3 separate regions of the Sus scrofa genome follow, and all the other regions are linked to region 3. Evidence: chromatin contacts called from public HiChIP or PLAC-seq data. All regions are on one chromosome and are shown on one strand. The core of a region is the stretch at or near the end of the contact, and the rest is flanking DNA. Distances in the headings are between cores, read along the strand shown. Region 1 holds the start of BAG6 (BCL2 associated athanogene 6). Region 2 holds the start of HSPA1L (heat shock 70kDa protein 1-like). Region 3 holds the start of RNF5 (ring finger protein 5).

Region 1 (2,986 bases), core at 438-2,937, 450 kb after region 3:
GCTGGAGCATGGTGGATGGGAGGCTTTCTCTCTTAAGTTATTATTGGGGAAACAATATTATGCCCTCCCCAAAGTTTGCTGACACATTAATTCATTCACTCACTGTTTATTACTACAGGTAAGAGGCCACATAATCTAGTGCTTAAAAAGAATGGACAGTGGTGTCAGACAGAGTGGGTCCAAACTCTAATTTCTGTTACTTATAGATCTTCGACAATTTTGTTAATCTTTATGCCTGTTTTTTATCTGTAAATTGAGCAAATCATTAATCTTATAGGATTAAAAGAGCTAATGCAGATAAAGCCCTTAGCGAAGGCCTGCACATTCTAAGTCCAAAGTAAACATTCGCTATAATTAATAGTAATGTTTGTAAAGCACTTTATAGTCTCTGGGGGGGAATTAAGTTCTCAAATAATAAGAGGCAAGGAAAGAATCGTCAAGAGGCAGTCATTGGGTAGTGCCAAGTGTCATATATAAAAGCCTTTCCACATCTGAGCTAGTTATTACAATGAGAGCAGTTAATGAGACTTCTTTTATAGATTATTTATAACCCATGGACTGCTATAGGCTTGTGATTTGGTTAAAAGAACAAAATTTGGGTGGGTATATGACGGTTCATTACACTGTTTGGGGTAATGTTTCACATTTTTTATAATAAAAAATTAGACACAAGTTATTGGGGGAGTAAAGTATAACTGCTTGGGAGTCTGGTAGGCCTGGATTTGGTCGGTTCTGCCACTTACATTCCCCTAGGAGCACTCACCAATAAAACGTGTGTAATAACTAGCTCAGATGTTGAAAAGCTTTTACGTATGACAATATGTGAAACCCTCAGCAAACTGGCTGACATAGACTAGGCGCTCACTAAACAGGTCCTCCTTATAACTCTTAACTCAAACAGTACTGAGATGGGTATAATATGAAGCCCAGAAAGGTTGGGCACTGGAGACAGGGACCTCGGCAGCACCGCGGAAACGAGGCCCTTGCCCAAGGGGCGGGGGGAAGGGGGGAGAGCAGAGGGGACGGTAACCCCCCAGACCTCAGGCCTGCAGAAGCCATTAGGCGGCCCTTTCAATTCCCCAAGGTTAGAGTCTTGCGTTTCAGTCCAGTCTGACTCCATTTGCTCCCAATTCCCAATCTCGGAGGCGTCCTTTTTTATAAACAAACGTCCTGAAAGGTAGTAAATCCTCAACTTTTCCAAAACATGATAATGTCCCCCCGCGGCCGCACACCGCGGGAAGGAACATGGCGCCCACGCTCCACAAAACGCCCACGGGCAAAACCGAGGTCAGGCCCACCGAGGTCAGGCCCAACGACGCCACCGCAGGAAAGTCAGCTCGAGAACCACCTCCAACCGCCTATGGAAAGGGTGACTTCCGGAGGCGCCGAAGGAGCGGCGCAGCGAGAGCGATTGTGAGAGGCTGACAGAATTCTAGGTGGCCTGGTCAGTGCCGCCTCAACTTCTCTGCAGGCCAAAACTTTAACGTAAATTAGCGAGGCACAACTCTCAGGCTCCAGATTCCAAACTCCATACAACTGTTCAAAACCCCCCTCGAGGCAGTCGAAGAGTCTCACTTTGTAATTTTTTTCTTCAGGCATTTATAGCGGCCACCACAACCCCCTACTGCTTAAGCGCGCGCGCACAGGAGAAATGAACAGGGCCGGAGGGGGTGGGGCGGTGCCGAAGTGTGTACGCATGCGTAGTGCGACGCACGCAGGCGCAGTGAGGTACCCCGGGAGACGGTGGCGGCGGCGGCTCTTCGGGGTGCTCGGCTCCCTCCCATCTAGGCCGGCCCCGGCCCGTCTCGCCCCCAGGAACTCAGTTTGGGGCTGATAACTTAATCTTCGTGCCCTACAAAAGTAAAGCTTGGGGACCTGGGGGAGCCGGAAGTACCGCCTCGCGATCCCCAAATACTATCGGGGAAACGGAAGTGACCGTCGGTGGCAGGTTGGGGGAGACCGGAAGTGACGGTACCGTGGGGAAGTCGGGGGCGGAGCCGCGGGTGGAGGAGTGTGAGTGGGTGTGTGTGGTGTGTGTGTGGGGTGTGTGTGTGTGTGTGTGTGTGTGTGTGTTGGTTGCGCCGCTCTGCTAGAGCACCGAGGGAAGGTAGAAGAGGGGGGCAGTCAGCTAGCAGTTCTGGCCCCCTGTGAGTGTCCATTATCTCGAGTCCGTCGTGACTTAAGCGGGTTCGACGGGCGTGGCGTGGCGCGCGTGCGCGAAACCACTTTCTCCGCAGAGTGGCGCGACCCTCGCTCTCGCGTTGTCCCTGGGCTTGACGACTTCTCGGGCCCTTATCCTATCGCGACCGGTGATGACACTGGTCCTGTGTTTCCTTCCCTGTTTCCTAGCCAGACTGGCCCTCCTTTATTGTGATTGGCATCGTGGAGCCCCTCCCACCTCCCGTCCTCCACCTCCCTGTGCCGTCGATCTCTTGCCCTTTGTGTTTCTCTCTCTGTGCCCCGGAATCAGAAAGGGGCTGGGGGCGGGTGTGAGAGTGTGTGCTTGTGTGAGAGAAACTCTTCAGGTGTGGGGGCGGAGTCTCTGGCCGGGGTGGCTTCCGGGTATATAAAAATCTGCTCTGGGCGACAGCGGGCCTCCCTCCCTCCATTCTTCCTTAGAGAGCTGTCGGCCATGGAGCCCAATGATAGTACCAGTACCACTATGGAAGAGCCTGAAAGCCTGGAGGTGCTGGTGAAGACCCTGGACTCTCAGACCCGGACCTTTATTGTGGGGGCCCAGGTGAGACCCCAGTACTTCTGGAAGACACCTATTAACTCTTTTTGTAGGTTCCTTTTTCTGAGATAAGAGTCTTATCTTCTGGTCTTCTGATTTTCTTTCATTGATTTTTTTTTGTTAATATTGTAGCCAGAACGTTTGGTGTATGCTTTCTGTTGTGTGAGGCAGATTTTCTTCTGCTTTCTTTTACCTCAGTAAAACTCAATGTAGAAGGAAAGAAGGAAGGAGGAATCTCTGCCAACATCATGA
Region 2 (2,963 bases), core at 400-2,899, 300 kb after region 3:
TGGGGATGCGCGTCGAGCCCCCCACCAGCACCAGGTCGTGGATCTGGGCCTTGTCCAGCTTCGCGTCGCGCAGAGCCTTCTCCACCGGCTCCAGGGTGCTGCGGAACAGGTCCGAGCACAGCTCCTCGAAGCGCGCCCGGGTGATGGACGTGTAGAAGTCGATGCCCTCGAACAGGGAGTCGATCTCCAGGCTGGCCTGCGTGCTGGACGACAGGGTCCTCTTGGCCCGCTCGCAGGCCGTTCGCAGCCGCCTCACCGCCCGCTTGTTCTGGCTGATGTCCTTCTTGTGCTTCCTCTTGAACTCCTCCACGAAGTGGTTCACCAGCCTGTTGTCGAAGTCCTCGCCGCCCAGGTGCGTGTCCCCCGCCGTGGCCTTCACCTCGAAGATGCCGTCGTCGATCGTCAGGATGGACACGTCGAACGTGCCCCCGCCCAGGTCGAAGATCAGCACGTTGCGCTCCCCCTTGCCCGTCCTGTCCAGGCCGTAGGCGATGGCCGCCGCCGTGGGCTCGTTGATGATCCGCAGCACGTTCAGCCCCGCGATCACCCCCGCATCCTTGGTGGCCTGCCGCTGCGAGTCGTTGAAGTAGGCCGGCACCGTGATCACCGCGTTGCTCACCGGGTGGCCCAGGTACGCCTCGGCGATCTCCTTCATCTTGGTCAGCACCATCGACGAGATCTCCTCCGGGTAGAACGCCTTGGTCTCGCCCTTGTAGCTCACCTGCACCTTGGGCTTGTCCCCGTCGTTGATCACCCGGAAGGGCCAGTGCTTCATGTCCGCCTGCACCACCGGGTCGCCGAACTTGCGCCCGATCAGCCGCTTCGCGTCAAACACCGTGTTCTGCGGGTTCAGCGCCACCTGGTTCTTGGCCGCATCGCCGATCAGCCGCTCGGTGTCCGTGAAGGCCACGTAGCTGGGGGTGGTGCGGTTGCCCTGGTCGTTGGCGATGATCTCCACCTTGCCGTGCTGGAACACCCCCACGCACGAGTACGTGGTGCCCAGGTCGATGCCGATGGCCACGCTCTTCGCCATGTCGCTGGCCTGCTCTCTCCGCAAACAGCCTCTAGACTCGAAACCGGGATCCCAGACGAGAGCTCTGAACCGGAAACCGAACGCGCCGCTTCTGCCCGCGGTGGTCCTCGGAGGCAACGGATCTGCCAAGGCTGCGCTCACAGACCGCAGAGGAAGTCTTAGCAGCTCTTCCCGGGCTCGCTGTTTCCCTGGGGGCGGCTCTGTGTTTATATTTTTTTCCTCAAGCCCCGCCTTTTCCCTCCTCAGCCAATCCCCGAGCTCGGCGGGGCTGCCAGGTCGGGAATATTCCAGAGGTTTCGCCTCGCGTCCTGCCCCCTGGCTTTCTGGGGCCAATCAGCGCCCTGGCTGCCGCCCCTCCCAGAACTCTCCAGACTCTTCTGGGTTTTGCTAGCTGGCACTGTATCCGGAGAGGGGGAGCCCGGGAGGAGCGGGGAGGGGGGCGGCGAGAGGCTGGGCCGGCAGGTCCGCGGGGGCGGGGGGCGCTAGAGGGTTGACGCGAGGAAGCGGGCGGGGGCGTGGGTGCTGACACCGTCCGGCTCCAGTCGCGTTATAATGGAGGTGCTGCCTCTGACCTCACGGGCTAGTAGGGAATCAGGGTGATAAGTCAGGACCCCACTTAAAGTTGTCGGGCGGGGCGGGTGGGGGGTGGGGGGACTCCGGCTGCGCAGTTTGGGTGTTGAGAGAGCCCCCAGTGACAGGGGCTCTGCAATCCGAACCTTCTCAAACTGGATCGAAGGCGGCGGGACACTAGGTGAGCCAAGAGGACCCTGAGTGGCATGGGCCAGACCAGCAGGTCCCTGTTTGAGGAAGTGCTGAAAAATTCTCTAGTTTAAAGTATATGGACGTCGCAGGGGAGGGGATTCCTGTGAGGACCACTAAAGTGGATGGGGTTGGTCAGAGCTGCCCAGAAGAGGAGGAGGAGCGGGTTTGTTATTGGCTCCAGAAAACCCGCAGTTTTATTTGTGAGGAGAGCAGAGGATGGGACTGCCTTAGAGAGGGGCACCCTCTCCTGAGAAAACTTCTTAGGGCTTGATTGGAGTTCTTCAGACTAGCCATATATACTCCCACCAACCCCTATAATAGAGGATGAAAGGTGACAAGAGGGAGCTAAGCCCAAGTATGGAGGTTGATGTCTCCTCAGGAGACCAGCACTTCCAATAATCTGAGTTCAGCAGGAGGGGAGTACAATCTCAGAATAAAATATGTCACAGACACGGGAACAGGCCAGTTGAGTCAGGCCCTCTTTGAAATTGAAAACAACATATGCCACTGCCCTCCCACTTCCATTTGGCTAGGAGTACTTTTGTCTACCTTGTCCAAAAAGCACTGCGCCATGAAGGAGCAGTCTGAAAGAGATAATTGTACCGCAAAAGGATATATATATATGTGTTTGTTTTTTAGGGCCGCACATGTGGCATATGGAGATTCCCAGGCTAGGGGCCCAGTTGGAGCTACAGCTGCTGGCCTGTGCCAGAGCAACAGCAACATCAGATCCAAGCCACATCTGTGGCCTACACCACAGCTCACGGCAACACCAGATCCTTAACCCACTGGGCGAGGCCAGGGATGGAACCTGCAACCTTATGGTTCCTAGTCAGATTCATTTCTGCTGTGCGACAATGGGAGCTCCTGCAAAAGGTTATGTGTACACAGGGTGTATGGCAGAGTTATTCTCAATAGCTGTAGGGTGGAAGCAGCCCAAGTGCCACAGAGGGAAAGAACAAATAAACAGAATGTGGTAGATACATACAATGAAAATTATTGAGCCTTAAAAATGAAGAAACTTCTGACACATGCTATAACAGAGACAAACTTTTAGGATATTATGTAAATGAAATAAGCTGGTCACAAAATGAAAGTGTGTAATTCCACAGTATAGGTTACCTAGAGTAGCCAAATTCTGAGAGACAAAGTAGACTAAGGGTTGCTA
Region 3 (3,063 bases), core at 69-2,568:
ACAGAAGCGTCTTCCAGCTCCTCAGACCTCCCCATCTCCCTCTTCATCTCCTCTGAGTACGCACCTGATGAAGACAGGGCCAACTGGAAAGGGGGAAAGAAAAAGGTCAGACCAGCTACACAAAAGACACAGACTCAAACTCAGGGTCCTAACTCGCCACCCGTTCCCAGGTGTTACCTGCTGTTTCCTGCCATATTTTCCACAACCTCTACTATGCCAGCCAAACTGGCCTCCCTGCTTCTCTGACTTTCCAATACCTAGAGCTACGTCCACCCTCAACATGCTCAACCCGCTCCTCTCCCCCTCTCTTCTCAACCTTTCAACTTAATTTCCAGTTCTCTTGACCATCCTTTTCCAGATCTCCTTTCAGCCCCAGCCCCATCTATGCCCCCATTAATCCCAAACCAAACCCCCTTTACCAGTATCTTCTTTTGCTACTCCTTTTCTTCTCTCCCATGTCCAATAAAGGGCCCTCTTTCCATAATTCCTTAACCTCTGGGGACTGCTCCTCTACAGCACCCCTGTCCCCAGGTTTGTCATCCTGCCCCTTCCCATATCTCACCGGAATGTGATCCCACGTTCCCCAGATCTCCCTTTACTCACCTGATGCCTATCTCCCCTGACCTTTGAGTCTAATCTGTTCCCAACCTCCCTGGGGTAAGGTGGCTCGGGTCTCATCTGCACCGCTGTGCAGCGCCCACCCCCTGTGCCCCCTTTCCTCTTAACACACCGTACGCCCCAGCTCCTAGTTTCTATGACTCCTTTCCACAGGTCTCCTCTGCACAGATGTGACCCTCTCGCCCACACATACCTAAAAAGACCTAAGAACCCTCCTGAGGCCTCACCTAGGAGAATGTGCCCTCTGATCATCTATAAGCCTATATGCCCCCTCTCACCCCCAGCCTCCATACTATAGAGGTGAGACCCACTCTTTTTCGCCCCCTTCCCAGATTCTCACCAGTACAGGTGGCCACACACGCTGACCACAGCTTCCCGAGCAGTCTCCAGACATATATTACATTCGAAGGTCGCGCCCGCCCCGCCCCGCTCGCGGTTTGGCCCTTCGGGGCCCCCGTCCTCCTCCTCCGCTGCTGCCATGGCCGGTTCTGCTTCGCCCCCGTGTACCCCTTAATCCCCCGAAACACACGTACAAGCGCCCCAACAAACGAGAAACCGCCTCCTGCCCACGATCTTTGGGCAGGCCTCAGGGTTTTCTAATTACTATAGGTCTGAATGCCTGTCAATCCCACAGGGTCAAAAGAAAGGATTGGTCCAAAGGGCAGGGGAGCAAAGAGGTTTGCGCGGTGCTGCCCTTGCACAATGTCTATTGGCTGACACAGTCACAGACAGTAAGCACGGCCACCGGATTGGTATTAACTCCACACGTCCTGTCGCCGGCCAGGGAGGGCTTTATTCGTTTGAGTAGCTGCCAGTCATAACCAAAGGCCAGAAGCAATTGGCTCCAGACTACGTAGACCTCGCCCACTAGAAGGCCCTTTCTTTCCTTTACTTCCTTCTTCACAGAATGTCGGGATTCCTATTGGACTTTGGAGCGTAAGGCTCCAAAGCAATTGATTGGCTAGAACTAGACGGAAAATGGTGGCTAGGCAAAATGCGCGTGCGCAGCCGGCGGAGGGGCGGGGAGGGCCAATCCTGTGAGGGTTGAGCCTTCTCTGATCCCACCCCTTCACCTCGCTCTCTTGTCGCCATGGTGACTGCTCTACAATTGGCGAGGTTTGGAGTTCAAAGGCCTCGGCTCGGCCTCATCCGGGTCCTCCGATCGTGGTTTTTTTTTTTTTCTCTCTCTCTCTCTGTCTCTCTGCTGATTGGGTTGTTCCTTTCGCCCCTGATTGGCCGAGATCGGAAAAGACAGCGAAGAGCTCGGAAAAGAGGACCATTACTGGGGTCGCAGGGTTCAAAATGGCTCCGGCCTCCTTCGGTGACGTAAAGAGCAGAACTTGGGTCCGCCCCTCACTCTTAGTGAAGAAGGGAGCAGAATTGGGATTAGCCCGACGTTTGGATGGTGCGAGCATCGATCTGCGGCGCTGGTGTTAATCCATCTCCCTCGGCTGGACGACTCAGCCCGCCCCTCCTTAGGTGATTTACACAGCAGAACTGAAGGCCCATCCCCCTTTCAGTGTGACACAGAGTAGAACAGGGTTGACCTCCTCTCCGTTTTAAGCCTTAAGAGCAAAAATCTCCTCGGCTTTGTGAATGGGTGCAGAAGAGGCAAGGCCCGCCCCTTTTTAGGCGACCCGCGGCGGGATGGGGTTAGGCCCGCCCCTTCCTTCACGTACTTGGCCTAGCTGACCTGGGGTCTTCCTCTGAGCTGTACCCCCAGGGACTTGGGCAACCTGCTATAGAGCTTGGGCCTTTCGTACGAGTTTGGTCCTTTTCTACAGTCAGTGGTCCTCACTGTGGCCCAAGAAGCAGAACTAGGTAACAGTCTTCCCATCACCAGTATTCTTTACATCCTCTTCCTCAGGGCTTGTAAAACGCTTGCAGGGCAAAGGTGTCTGAGAGGGTTGAGGCCCGACACAGGCTAAGGGCTGCTCAACAACATCCCGGTAAAAGGCCTCACGTGACTCAAGTGAGGCAAGGTGAGATGTTAGTTGACGCCTAAGGCAGGGGAGGTAAGGGTTTAGGAGGCGCTTAGAGGTTTAGGGGAAACGTTTATGAGCGGAGAAGCAGAGACCAAGAAGGGAAGAGTGATGGAGTGATCCCGATAAGGGGCCGATGGGAATATGGGAAAGAGGGCAACAGGCAGGAGAGAGAGCTAGGTATGTGACTACAGAATTAAGGAGGCATGCTGGGCCCAAAGGAATCAGCATTCTTCCTCACAAGTCTTTTCCACAAAGCAACCCTATGCCCAGTTTCCATTGGAAGAAAAGAGTACATCTTTTCTATGTTGCGGAGGAGTAGTTTCAGCTTAGAGGAGTAAGGAGACTGATAGGAAGGAGAGAACTAGAAAAAGTACTGAGGTTTAAAGAACACGGAAGAACAGGGGCAGGGAGAGGGCCTGAGAGTATCCCTTCTCTCCAAAGGCCAGGAAGGGGGAAGGTG

Evidence for each region. HiChIP or PLAC-seq counts read pairs in DNA pulled down with a chosen protein or histone mark.
Region 1: an H3K27ac HiChIP or PLAC-seq map of alveolar macrophages shows a contact between it and region 3. The contact joins the promoter of BAG6 here to the promoter of RNF5 in region 3. A contact is called at or near these places in 1 of 5 promoter capture datasets (fetal liver) and 2 of 2 datasets of contacts at active chromatin or transcription factors (alveolar macrophages and skeletal muscle).
Region 2: a contact with region 3 is called in an H3K27ac HiChIP or PLAC-seq map of alveolar macrophages. The contact joins the promoter of HSPA1L here to the promoter of RNF5 in region 3. A contact is called at or near these places in 1 of 5 promoter capture datasets (fetal liver) and 1 of 2 datasets of contacts at active chromatin or transcription factors (alveolar macrophages).

Annotation. Positions count from the first base shown.
Region 1 is chr7:23,767,360-23,770,345 of Sscrofa11.1, reverse strand. It overlaps BAG6 (BCL2 associated athanogene 6), which reads left to right and starts at 1,687. Exons shown (of 26, transcript NM_001145382.1): 1 at 1,687-1,948; 2 at 2,620-2,740. The coding sequence starts at 2,633. It also overlaps a transcript of APOM not described here.
Region 2 is chr7:23,913,142-23,916,104 of Sscrofa11.1, reverse strand. HSPA1L (heat shock 70kDa protein 1-like) reads left to right here and starts at 1,649. Exons shown (of 2, transcript NM_001123128.1): 1 at 1,649-1,784.
Region 3 is chr7:24,213,748-24,216,810 of Sscrofa11.1, reverse strand. It overlaps RNF5 (ring finger protein 5), which reads right to left and starts at 1,318. Exons shown (of 6, transcript NM_001123224.1): 1 at 959-1,318; 2 at 65-83. The coding sequence starts at 1,098.